Linked DNA regions of Mus musculus: region 1 is linked to region 2. A link is a contact called in public HiChIP or PLAC-seq data. All regions are on one chromosome and are shown on one strand. The core of a region is the stretch at or near the end of the contact, and the rest is flanking DNA. Distances in the headings are between cores, read along the strand shown.

Region 1 (6,708 bases), core at 4,156-6,655, 47 kb after region 2:
CCAGACCTCATAGCTGCTCAGCATTGCTGGCCAGACAAGCGTTTTCCATGCTACACTTTAAAACACTAATAGCAACTAGGATCCAAGTTTGAATAATGACCATGGCTGTGTTCCCCCATTTTTTCTCTACTGACAGTGACTGGAAAAATACTTTATTTATACTTTTCAAAATAAGTACTGTTCATTAAGACTAAATAAGAAACTAAGAATCCTTTAAAAATGATACAGACATCTCAAAGATGTTTTGATTAGTAGTTAAGTGAACTGTGTTGTGATTGACCTGGGACAATGTCATACAAACTCATGGTTACTTCCTCTATATCTGTCTATGATGACAGAAAAGAATGGAAAGACCAAAGGACCCATTAGCCTGCATTGGAAACTACACAGTGTATCTGAAATCCCTCCTTCCCTAACGAAAGAAGAAAGAAAAAACAAAGGAAGGAAGAGAAAAGACAAAAAGAGAAGAAAAGAAACAAAGAGAAAACTATAACTCTAAAATACATCATCAGAAAAAAAAATCAGTTCATTCAAAGTATATACACCATCTAGGTCATAAGGCAGTTTTTCTATTAAGGCAGTACAAGGGTATCCTATACAGATCTTTAGATTTAAACACCATCAGCTGGGCCTTCTGGTACAGGCCTTTAATCCCAGCACTTGGGAAGCAGAGACAAGTAGATCTCTGACTCTGAAGCCAGCTTGGTCTACAGAGAAAGTTCCAGAACAGCCAAGGCTACACAGAGAAAACCCTGTCTCCAAAGTATAAATACCACTCAAAGGAAAACTGAAAGAAACGCAGAATTTGCAACCACAATGTTCAAGGGACTTAAAAGCCACGCTGAAGGGCCTGAGATAGTTTAGTACATAAAAGCACTCACTGCACTGGGGACCGGAGCCCCCTATCCCAGTCCACACTGGAAAGAAAAAGTGAGCTAAATCCCCAATGTGGCTGACTGACCCCTACACATGTGCTGTGACACTCATGCCAGCACACAGAGAGAGAGAGAAAGAGAGAGAGAGAATTAAAAATGTAGTCACGGGGAAAAGCTAATGAGCCTCATCTTGTCAGGTGCCGCCAAAAGGAGCCTGCTAAACTCCTAAGAGTGAAACCCTACTGCAAACGCCACAGCAAGCACTCCCACAACACAGTCTTTAAAACTCATTTACACCAGAAAATATTTCAAGTAGGCAACATTTATTTACAAATAAACCTCTGTGCTGTGTAAAGTCAGCTCTCATCAACCGCCCACCTGATTTCAACAGCAGTACCATCCTGCTTCTGAACGTGTCAGAGTGATGAAGAGTTAAAACAGAAACCAGAGAGTTTCCTGTCTAATTCTTAGCTACTCCCTGGAATTTGTAATGTTACAGTGGAACAAATGAGTTTGGCTAAACAGGTGCAACATCACAGTCATTAAACCAGTACTCTGGTCTAGTTCACTCCAGCAGCTCATTGGCCTTGGAAGAAATGTTGTAATTGTATATATGGAAATATAACCTTTTCCCTATACATTTTCATTTTACCAAATTTTCATTTCTCTCTTATGCTCAAGTTTATCAATTTTATCCTAGATGAGGGAGGACAGGATCCACTATCCTTAGTCTCCAAGACAAGAAAGCTGAGGAAGAGATACAAGATATGAACAAGGCCATGTGCCAGTTAACAGCAGGTCCAAGACAGGAGCGGAAGAACAGGGAAATCACTGACAAGTGTCTACCCAGCAATTGATACATAAGACCCGTGAGCACATGGCAACAATGTAGAGGGAGCCTCAGCCTGGCTGGCTCTGGAGACTCTGACAATTACACTGTAACAGGGAGGGCACACCCCAACAGGCCCTGGGGAAGATTCTACTTTGTAAGTCTCCAGAAATGTCAAACACCTGCTCTTGAGTTCCAGCACCTATTGGCAGCTCACAGCCATTGGAAACTCCAGTTCAGGGGATCCAACAGCCTCTTCTGACCGCCAAAGGCACTGCACACATGTGATACACAGACATACATGTGGGCAAAACACCCAAACACATAAAATAATAAAATAAAATACTTTCTAAAAAATATTTTATTTGGCTCGGCCAAAGACCTTTCTGGTTTCTCAAGCTAAATAATGTCCTATACTTTGAAACCATGCATGAAAAGATCACGTGAGTGTAGCATAAAAGGGGATGGGAAGGTACAATGGAGGGCGGGAGGGAAAGGGGAAAGAATGGGGAAGAATTGGGGAAGCAAAACAAAGAATGTTTGGAAAGTACCATGATGACTCCTAATTCTGTATAAGCTAGAAAAAGAGAGAAAGAAAGAAAAACTTTAAAAAAATTAACCAAGAATAGCCATAAACAAAGCAATAAAAGGAACCTACAAAATAATAATCGTCCCAGTGACTTAGAATAAAGGTCTTAATTTTTTAATTTTAAGTCTCTTCCAAAGGCCTGCATGTTACAGGTGTGGTCCTTACCTCCAGTCGATAGTGGATAGAGAACTAAAGAAGTCATAAGAGGAAGGGCCTAGGTGGAAAGCCTCTATCTTAGCTTGCTTTTCTGATACTGTGATAAAACACTAATCAAAAAGCTACTTGGGTTTATTTAGCCTTATAGGCTACAGAGTCATGGATGAACTCAAGACATCATCAGGTCAAGCGCTCTGGGCAGAAGCCTAGAGGCAGGAACTGAAGCAGAGTAAAGAAGAGCTGCTGTCTGACTTGCTCTCCATGGGTTTCTCAGCCTGTGTTCTTATAGAGCCTAGGACCACCTTCCTGGGACCACCTGCCTGGGACCACCTGCCTGGGACCACCTGCCTGGGACCACCTGCCTGGGACCACCTGCCTGGGACCACCTGCCTGGGACCACCTGCCTGGGACCACCTGCCTAGGATCACCTGCCTGGGACCACCTGCCTGGGTTTGGAACCTCCAACCCGTGAAAGGCCCTTTGAACAACATTCACCAAGGGCAAGAAAATGTATCAGGGGGGTCAGCAACGACTGTAACCAGCCTTGGAAAACCTGTTGATTTGGGCGTGAGGGCAATCACACGCATGACCTCTGAAGTTCTATAAGCTATTGGAACCCCTGAGAAGTCTATTTCAGAAAACAAATATCCAATCAAAGTGCCAAGCTCCACCCAGGGTAGCATGTTCAAGACTCTACAACTTGAACTCTGCCTTGCGGTCATCTTAACATTATTACTTCACGAACAGGGAATGACACAGTCTGCAAACACATCCTAAGGAAACTCCACTATCAAATCACCACCGAGAAACACAGACTACAATAAGCACTTTTGATTGCCACCGAGCACACCACAGCAACAGCCATTCATGCTGGTTTTCTGTGTCTACAGTTATTATTGAAAGCAGAACAGGACACACTTGGCGGGGCGTCTGAGGCAGGAGTAGAGTCCTGGCTTTGGACACAAATACCCTCTGTTCCTTGAGTCGGTCACTTCTCTTGGTCCCCATCTCCTGGTCCCAACGATGCCTACTGTGGAGCTGACCTCCTCAGCCCTTCCAGTGTTTGCTTTGTACGCTATCCACATTCGACCTTGCAAGTGACCCTTGAACTCTTGCCTGGTCTGGGTGGTGATAATTACTGCATCAGCTAATTAACTTATGAATGTAGTCATTACGGCTTTGCCGTGGTAAGCACTTTGCCTCTCTTACCTCTTTCCTCCCCACACCCCTATGCAGAAACCACTGTGAGTTCCATTTTTAAACTCAGGAGATGTAGCCCAGATAGATTTCATAACCTGCCCAGGGTCATAAGGTTTGCAAACCAAAGGGTGGGGATCCCAGCACAAACCTTCTGTTTCTAGAGCCCCTCCTTTTAGCTGCTAAATGGTGACACCTTTCATGCCTACCAAGTTTGACAGGATTCATCAATGAAGCACTATCCTGGACCCAGACTAGACTTGGACTGTGAATTCTTTCAGAAACAACTGGATCAAGCAGAAACACTTGGACTAAGTACTTCTTTCACACTTCAATCTCAGGAGCAAATAACATGGAAAAGATATTCAATTAAACCTTCCTTCCCACAATCTGTGGGGAAATGAACAAAGAACAGGAACTGTGGAGCCACTGGTGTCCTCCAGAGAAGGCACTGGGCACGCAACACAGTCACAGAAAGGCTCTCTCCCTCACAGCCCGGGGGACAGGACTCCAATACCTAACAGCTGAGAGCAGTCACCAGCCTCAATCTCCTCAGATAAGACAGTCTGAGGCAAGTCCTGTGAAGTAACCAAAAACTACCTGTGCACTAAAATATATCATAGAGTGCAATTAACTGTTCACCAGCGCGAACACCATGAAGGAATTTTCTAGAAACCAGAAATGGTCCTAACCTAACTAACACGCTGCTTTTCTGTATGATATACATCAGTATTTCCCCAGTTCATATACAAACTCGAATCACAAGGGCCTTGCAGTAGGCTGAACTCCTTTCACTGGGCGAAGGGGATGGACAGGGAGAGAGAATAGCTGAGTTCTAGAACCCTGGCTGCCCAGGAGGCCAGTTTTGGCAAAGCCTGAGGAGTGAGTCCTCCTTTGGCAAGGCCAAAAGGAAATTACTTCAGCGAAGAGGGGCTGGTAATCTCCTCCAGCAGGACAAAGCCACATTTGCGCGGTGCACATCGCCTACTTTCATGGCCAAAGCCTGGGACTTCAACCCACCCTTCTTTCCAGCCGCGCGCTGAGAACGGGCCATAGGGAAGATGAGGAGAAAACACACATTTTAATCAAAACAAGGCAGGGAAGGCAGGCTCGCAGGGCCTGTCTGGGGCGTGCGAACCACTTCCTCTTCTCGGATGTGTCTCGGGTTGGAGATTATGAAGTTGCTGAGAAGCGCTCGCGGCTTCCTGCGCGCTGAGACCTAGGGGACCCGGGGCTGTCCCAGGCGCAGACCCCAGACAAGCCGCGCGCCAGAGGGACAGGGACCCGAGTTGGCTGGCGCTGCTCAAAGCACGTCCTGCTTACCCCAGGGTGCTGATGAAGCCATTGACCGAGCCCTCCGCGTACAGGGACACGATGTCCCCAATGTAGAGGAAGCTGGACATTTTGTCAGACATGCTGCTTCACGCTCCTGTGGCTGTCCCTGCTGTCTCCGCTGCACGCAAGGGTGAGCTCAGGCCCGCTGGGTCAGAGGGGTCCAAGCAGCTCTGCTCGAGGAGCGGCAGCGAGGCCACCGCTGGGGACACTGCGATGGCCCCGCGCCGCCGTCGCCGCCCCTGCCCAGCAGTAGGTTTCCTGTTCCTGGCGAAGTTCTGTCCTACACCTTCGCTCCTCCTCCCTGGCCCGCGAGCCCTCTGCGTCCCCACAGTTCGCTCCCGGCCTGAGCGGAGCCTCTAGGTCCCCTTGGGGGACTCTTTAGACCAGGTGGCGGTGCCCACGGACCGAGAGGGCGGGGAGAAGCCCCGGGGAGGGGGGCGCGTGGCCAATCAAGCCTGGGCGGCCAGGGGCGGAGCGGGGCCGGGGCGGGGCCAGTTCTCGGGGGACGGGCCACCCCGAAGCGGCCAGGACAGAGGCGTGGGAGCCACGCTGGGCGGCGCTGCGGGGGTAACGGGGACTCAGCCGGGGGCATTGGTTCTGGCTCAGGGTGATCTTGGAGGGGCAGCCCCGAGACCAGCAGCGACAGTCTGGAGTGACTCCGGGAGGGGAGGGAAGACGACCCCAAGGACCCAGGAGAGACCCAGGACTTTCCAGATGCGGGCTGGGAAGGGGTGCAGTGCAGCCAGCGTAGACAGGACGACCCGGAGCGCGCAGAGACAATCCCTATTTGCAAAAGGCAAGGGACTTAGAGGGGTTTGGAGGAAAACTGCCGACACGAGGGTTCAGATGGAACCGGCCTTGAGGGACGCCGACTGGAAGAGGGCGCAGAGCAACCACGCTGCTTGGAACTTGGCGCGCCGGTGACAGTCCAGCTGAGAGTAGGAGCCCGCAGGCGATGGGGGTGGGAGGGGGTGGGAGTAGGGTGGGTGAAACGCTGTGGTGTTCGCACCACCACGCAGAGGCCTGGAGAATCCTGACCGTAAAAGCTGGAGTCTGAGTGGATGTATGTTTTGAGTGGAAAAGTTAATTGAGAGGGAGGAAAGGGTTGAAGAAGACACAAATGAAGAGAAGAGGAAAGGAGGAAACACTCCTGTGGAGCTGTTCTTGGATCCTGTTTTTCTTAAGTTCATGACTGGATAAAAGGATCCAGCAGCTGCAGCTGCTATGGTGACCACCCTGGTGACCGTCAGTGGGTGGGTCAGCGATGGCAGTGAGGGCTCACAAGTGAGGGTAACTGGGTTCCATCTCCAGGAACCGGTGACAGCCTTTGTAACCCCCCCCCCACACACACACACACAAGGTTATAATAAATAAAACTGGAGGCAGGACATGAGTGGGAGCAACCCCTCTGTTGTGTGTCAGTCCACCTCTAGAGTACTGTTTTAGAAATGTTTGGTCCTACCCTGTGGAAGATACTGAAGAGGCGAATGCCGTGATCAAACCACAGCTGACCAAAATCAGAGTTTAGGGGAGTTTTGCCTTCCAATTCAAAGATGCCTGGGATGGAAAGGTTTTAGACAGCAAGGAACAGAAAGGAAATGCCAGTCTCGAGTCTTGGTGTGGGACAAACCCCACCTTGTGTAGAAGCAGTGTATTCTCATTTCCAATGCCTCTCTTCCTTTTCCTCTCCCTCCCACCAACTGAGCCACATCACCAGCCCACAGATC
Region 2 (6,859 bases), core at 2,283-4,782:
GTGACCCTCAGCCTCCACCAGCCAAGAGACTGCTGAAACCACAGAAATAGATGAAACTCAAATACAGAGTATGAAGGAGGAGGATCTAATACACACCTTTGGCATGTATGTGAAGAACTAAAAGAAATTAAATTCATTACTAGAGTCTGGCTGTAAGACAAACACACACATGTATATGTATATGTAATGTATATGTATATGTGTGTATGTGTGTATATGTATACATGTACGTGTGTATATGTGTATGTATGTATATATGTATGTATGTATACATGTATATATGTATATGTATGACTGATGAAGCCTCTATCCAGCAGTATACAGGCTGACTGCTTAAGTTTACATGTGTGCAGATGCACATGTGTGTACAGGCGTGTGGAGGTCAACCTCAGCTGTCACTCTTTGATCACAATACACTTTGATTTTTGAGACACTGGCCTAGGGTTTGCAGATTCTGCTAGACAAGCTGACCACCGAGCTCCAGGAATAGCCTTTCTCCACCTCCCTAGCAACAGAGTTACAAGTGCACACCCTGCTCACGCTTTTTGACATGGGATCTAGCGATTGAATTCCAGTCCTCACTCACCTAGCAAGCACTTCAGCCCTGAGCCTGCTCCCCAGCCTCTCTTGAGATACTGTGGGTCATTCTATGGGTTACTCTTTGCCCTGCAATGTGGAGATGCAGTCCAAACGCACGCTATGTTCAGTGAGCTTGTGATTTGTTAGCATTGGCTTTAACATGTTCAAGTGAGAAAGCTTAAAATGACCGTAATCCAAAACCACAGTCACTCAGGGTCCCCATAAAGCTCTACGGAAAGCTGCTGCTCGTAACCACAAAACCACAAAACCACAGTCACTCAGGATTACCCCCATAAAGCTCTACGGAAAGCTGCTGCTCGTAACGTGATGTAAGATGTCCGGCAGTGCCGTCAAACCGCCCGTCAGACCGGGCTGGGATCTGAACCCACGGCCCCGTGCATGTTGGGCAAATGCTTTACCACTGAGCTCAAGCACTGGCTTGGATCGGCTCCTGAATCTCAAGAGGGAACCGTCTCTGGCCTGCGCTGGGTTAGATCACTTCTGTAGGGCAGCACAATCAAATACTGCATTCACTTTAGGAATAAAAGTCTTGCTATCTCAAAAAAAAAAGAAATGCTGGGATTAACATCTGCTAGTTTGTGGTTATTTTTTTCAATGTTAACAATTCTGGCTAATGTTATGAATGATGGATTAAAACCAAAAGCCTTTCAGGTATAGGACTCATGTATATTATCCTAGCACTCAAGAGGCTGATGCAGGAGAAATGCAGTTTGAGGTCAGCCTGCCACAGTAAGACCAGATTAAAGAAGAAAATAAATATTAGAGTGACTGAATATGAGCAAAGTACACTATTCATCCGGGATTGTCATAATGAAACTTATCATGTTGTGTGCTAATTAAGATTAATTTAAAAGGGAAAGAAAACAAAGCATGGGCCAGTGAGGTGGCACAGTGGGTAAAGGTGTTTGCAGCATGAGCCTGGTGGCTTGAGTTTGATCCCCAGAACCCACATGGTGAGACGAGAGAACATCTCACATATGCACACAGTAGCATGCACGTGCCCCTCCCCACACACACCTTGCATGAACAATAAATTAATATTTTAATGAAGATATCAAAAGCATTAATGCTCTATTCTTAATTACAGCCTGTGTTTCCTATGACTGCATAAAGAGAAGAGTAATTTAAAATTATCTGCCCCAGGATGATGTCATGATTCACATATCAGCATTGTCTCAAGAATCTTCACTTCTACTGTTCAATATTGACTTTTGTTCAATAGGATGAAAAAAGTGGAGATAACTTGAGGGAGCTCACCAGACAAGGCACAAGAGTCTTAAGTAAGTCATCAAGAGACTAAGAAATGATTCCCCTCTCTCTAGAGCAGTGTTTCTCAACCTGTGGGTCATGATACCTTTGGCAAATCTCTATTTCCAAAAATATTTCCATTATGATTCATAACAGTAGCAAAATTACAGTTATGAGGAAGCAATGGAAATGATTTTATGGTTTAGTCTGGGGTCACCTCAACATGAGGAACTGTTTTAAAGGGTTTCAGCATGAGGAGGGTTGAGAACCATTGCTCTATAGCCTCGTATAGAACAAGACCTATTTCTAACTATTGCTACAAACAATGGTTTAACCTTGCACACAGCAGCACCACCCAAAACAAGAGAAGATTTTCTCAACACAGGAAAAAAATTCATCATGAGGTTGAACTTCACAACAGAGGCTTAGATCACCAAATTCAATTTCAATACATTCTTGACTTTCACTCTTACGCTCTGGATAGACAGACAACCTGGCTATACAAGCCTACTGCCCTGGCCTCATCTAAAAGATGGCTGCCTCTTAAACTGGACATCTCTCTGATCCTTGCTCACCAGCCCTACCTGCCCATCATTTTCTTATAGTCAATATGTCTGATTAAAACATCATCTGTAGAGGGTTAGCATGCAATACCAAGGAGGAAGCCAGCTCTTGGGCATGCAATACCAACGAGGGAATCATCACACACAGAGCCCACCTTTCCACATGGGCCCATGCTACCTGATGGTCTTGAAGAACAACCAAGACACAAGAACCACAACTACATTGTGACCATAGGTAAAAGTCAGGATTACTCCAGAGAAAATGGAACCTACTGTCACAACCAACAAGCATAAATAGATGCTCTGTCTACACTTGAGAGTTCTAAAGAAAGCCGACAGAACCAGGGCAGCAAGCAAAATCCTGCAGCAGAACAGAAGGTAGACACCATAAATCGGCAGTTCCTCAACCTGTGGGCCACAACCCTCTGAGGGCTGAACTACCCTTTCACAGGGGCCACATATCAGATATCCTGCGTATCCGATGTTTACATTATGATTCATAGCAGTAGCAAAATTACAGTTATGAATTAGCAATATTTATGCAATATGAGGAACTGTATTAAAGGGTCACAGAGGTAGGAAGGTTAAGAACCACTGTCATAAATGAACAGAAGAGAGGTTGAGAGAATAGTGAGCAACTCATAAATGGAAGAGGGGACCAGCCAATGGTCCAGACATTATACTAAGAACTTTAAACACCTCTTTGAATTTAACCTCCAAAGCGAGTCTACAAAACACATATAATTACCCTCACTTTAGAAGTGAGCTAAATGAGGTTATCTGTCCACGACCATACAGCCTGCTAACATCACCCAAACGGCAAAAACAGCTGAGTCACAATGACAGCACACACCATGACATAAGGCTCTGAAAAAAGTGTGTGCAGTGTGTGCATTCTAGGGGAGTGTGAAAGAAAGTTCTAGAAAGAAAATTTATGCTACATTTACGTTTCTATTCTTAATTCTTTTGTGTATGTTGTAAATGAATACAGTTCAGCACTATGGGCACATGTGCAGAGCATAACTGTGTGCCTACTATGCTCCTGGCTGTGGTGTGCCATTATCTGAGAATTACTGCCTTTGCCATCACAGCACTGCGATGACCTACAAGACTGGCCTGTTGATTGTTGATGTTTCCTCATGGATGGGATAAGAAGGTTCCCCAGGGCCTCACCTGAGGTAACAGCCACTCCCGACTGTATCGTGATGTTAGGAGGTGCTAGAGCAGTGGCTCTCAACCTTCCTAATGCTTCAACCATTTTAATGAAGTTCTTCATGTTGTGGTAACTCCCCCAAACCATAAAACTGTTTTGGTTGCTATTTCATAACTGTAATTTTGCTATTGTTGTGAATCATAATGTAAATATTGGATACGCAGATATTAACCTTAGGCAACCCATGTAAAGGGGTCATTCATCCCCCAAGGGGTCGTGACCCACAGATTAAGAAACACTGTATCTGTGGGTGGATGGTTCACCTCAGAGCAGTGAGTCTATGCAGATGCAGCCATGAATAAGAACTTTGCAGTGGTGCAGCACTTTTTTTGGGGGGGGGGTGGTTACCCACACTCCTCACCCAAGCTCCTATAAGTAAACCTACTGAACTCATTGGTTGACTATGGTGGGCTTGGGTGGGATTGTCTCTTTGATGCCCACTCTGGGGTGGATAGGTATTTGTTCGTGTCCCCCCACCCATGAAAAGATAACACTCACTTTTTTGTGATAGAACATCAATTAAAAAAAGTCAAAAAAGGACTGTACCCCAAGTTCAAAGTAGCAGATAACCATGTCTTCAGGGATGAGTTTAATAGTTGCTGTGGTATCCAGAGGACCAGCCCCAAACTCCTCAAACAAGGCCCAGGTAGTGTGACCAAACTGGCTTCTAGCTTCCATCCCTTCTCTGTGTTTTCACAACAAACTTCCATCAACTCGAGTCAACCAAGCTTGAAATGCCTAAAACATCACCTCATACCTGAAGTTTCAAACATCCAAAACCCAGACATAAAATTATCAGAACCACATGGAAAATCCCTCACAATTACAGAGCTGCTTGTCTAGCATAGGTAGTAGTAATAATTCATGCTCATGGGTAAATGGGTCCTTTTGTGGGGAAGGCAAGCAAGGTTTTACTAAGGAATAAAATAACAGCTCACTGCAGTATGAAGGAGTCCCCAGTGGATTACCCCAGACTTCTTTAACAGTCAAGAGCTGTGGAGATGGTTCAGTGGGTGCTGCCAAATGTGAGGCCCTGAGTTCAAGTCCCACATGGTGGAAGAAGAAAGCCAACTCTCTTCAATTGTCCCCTGTCCCCCCCCCCATGTATGCCATGGCGTATGTGTACACATGCACAAAATGAATAAATATAATCTAAAACTTTTTTAGCCTTTTAAAATTTCATAGTAGGCATCTCAAATCTTACAGGCTAAGTGTGGTGGCACACACTTTAATCCCATCATTGGGAAGGCAGAAGCAGACAGACCTCTGTGTGTTCAAGTATGGCTTGATTTACGTAGTAAGCTCCAAGCCAGCCAAAATAACATAAGAGACCCTGTCTCAAAAAATAAATAAAGATTGAAAACTCATTATAATTTTATCAGGCCTCTTGGTTAATAAAGCCCTCACAGAGCTTGAGCCCCTCTGTCCTCTCAGCTGAGTCCTCTTGGTTTGATAACGCTTAGCCAGTTCTCCTAGCTTCATGTAAGTCTTTGGATTCAGGAACTTAACCCAACTGTTGCTCTCTCGCTGCCTATCTGATAAAACTCATCAGAAGCACCTGGTGTTGTGATAACATTTTTTTTTTTTTTTTTAGTCAGAGTCCTTACAAAAACAACCCCTGCGGAATGTGGAGGATGTGAAAACCAGAGCGGGTGGCTGGCTGCTAAGACAGTCTACAAGTTCAAACGCAGCTCTGAGAGGAATTGGAATAATTGCTTTGGTTCACTGTAGTGCCAGGGATAGCAATATCTACTAAAATATGGTTTAAAAGAAAAGCACCCAAATTAAAAACTCCAGTGAGTTCCCCTCTGCAGCCTTCTTGTCCTGAGGGCTGCCCCCATCATCCCGTCATCTGTAGAAGGCCTCCACTGCTCCCTCTACTCTTTCCTTAAATCCCATCTCCCACTTCTACCCTTCTTTCTGCCTTCAGACTCTGTACATGCAAGCTCACTCTAAGTACTCAATACAAATAGGCATTCATGAGGATGGGACAGGCAGATATCTGTGAATTCAGGGCCAGCCTGGTCTACATAGTGAAAGAGGCAGAGAAGGAAAGAAGGAGGGTGGGAGGGAAAGAAGGAGAGAAAGAGGAAATTAGGCTCAAGTCTTCACAGATTGGACCCTGGAAGCTGGCACTCCAGCAGGACAGAGCAGCTGGCCCAGCACATCTGCTAAAGTCATGTTACCGGCAGCAACCTGCACAGTCATGCCTCCGTGATCCCTGGCTCCCTTCTAGAACTGGGCACCTGAACTAGCAAAGGCTTTTCTATGTTTTCTTCAGTGCACATACAATTAGCTTTTCCAGTCCTGTCAGAGGCCTGAGGCAACCTACAGAAATGGCTCACTGTTCTCTTGACCCAAAAGATCCAATAAAACCATGCAAATCAGTAGCGTCAAATGTCCTCATTAAGAATGCTGTGAGACTGCCCAGGCCGCCAGAGGTAAACACAGAACCATCCACCATGTCTGAAAGATGCTTCTGTAAGGAAGCTCCATGTGCTATGTGAAGGTGCAGTCACTGTCCTCACGCCGAACAGTGGGAGGGCGGCCCCAGAAGAGTGCATAGAGTACTGCTTAGGTAGATGACTAGGGGATGAGGACTTAGGGGTTGACTGGTCAAGGCTCCCGAGATGTGCCCCCAAGCCTACAGAGCTCAGAATCAAAAAAAAAAAAACCCGGGAAACACGGATATGATCCTGGTGGGAAAGGAACAAATCCAGAAGAGGAGGCTGTGCAGAAGAGATGTCCCAGAAGAAAGGAAGAAGCCGACCTCATAGTTTCATAGAATAATGCATTTGTTCTCATTTCTATTCGCTGCCAAGAGAAATTCAGCAAAACTTAAATAGTCTCTCAAGCAGCAGTTTATGTTGCCTCTGTGAAGAGTACAAACTGGCAGGGGTCTCCTCCAGGACTGAGGTCCCGAAGACAAGTGTGGATTCTCCCGGCATCTCCAGCTAACCCAGTGTCTATTGAAGTGATCACAAGTAAAGTGTTCAATGAATGCTGGAGGCTGGGGGGAGGAATCCACTTGTGGCCAGGTGGAGGTAACTGGGCCATATCCATTACATAACTAACGTGGCAAAATGTCCCATCTGAGAAATGCCAAAGTCATCCCTTCACATTTGTCTGACAAGGATCTAATTTATGCACTGGAATCCAAATTCAAACGAGTCCTGAGCTTCTCTTTTTCCATGTAAATTAGACAGGGTGGCAAGGCGGGGCATTTCCTCACAGA

The links. HiChIP or PLAC-seq counts read pairs in DNA pulled down with a chosen protein or histone mark.
Region 1: a contact with region 2 is called in an H3K27ac HiChIP or PLAC-seq map of the HPC-7 cell line, with 5 times the contacts expected there. The contact joins the promoter of Itpr2 here to the enhancer-like site in region 2. A contact is called at or near these places in 1 of 15 datasets of contacts at CTCF or cohesin (the NIH/3T3 cell line), 5 of 484 Hi-C or Micro-C datasets (CD8 T cells, the G1E-ER4 cell line, brain and 2 more), 7 of 115 datasets of contacts at active chromatin or transcription factors (the HPC-7 cell line, the SCID.adh cell line, double positive thymocytes and 3 more) and 1 of 9 other capture datasets (adipose tissue).

What each region holds. Positions count from the first base shown.
Region 1 is chr6:146,496,818-146,503,525 of GRCm38.p6, forward strand. Itpr2 (inositol 1,4,5-triphosphate receptor 2) reads right to left here and starts at 5,406. Exons shown (of 57, transcript NM_019923.4): 1 at 4,970-5,406. The coding sequence starts at 5,061.
Region 2 is chr6:146,451,774-146,458,632 of GRCm38.p6, forward strand. All of the region lies in intron 2 of Itpr2 (inositol 1,4,5-triphosphate receptor 2), which reads right to left. Among named protein-coding and RNA genes, the nearest start is that of Itpr2, 47 kb to the right of the region's middle. Within about 2 kb of position 3,533, at least 29 of the 459 cell types and tissues checked have an H3K27ac peak or open chromatin away from gene starts, as enhancers often do. A contact at or near this core is called in the G1E-ER4 cell line, the HPC-7 cell line, double positive thymocytes and 1 more, where this site is marked.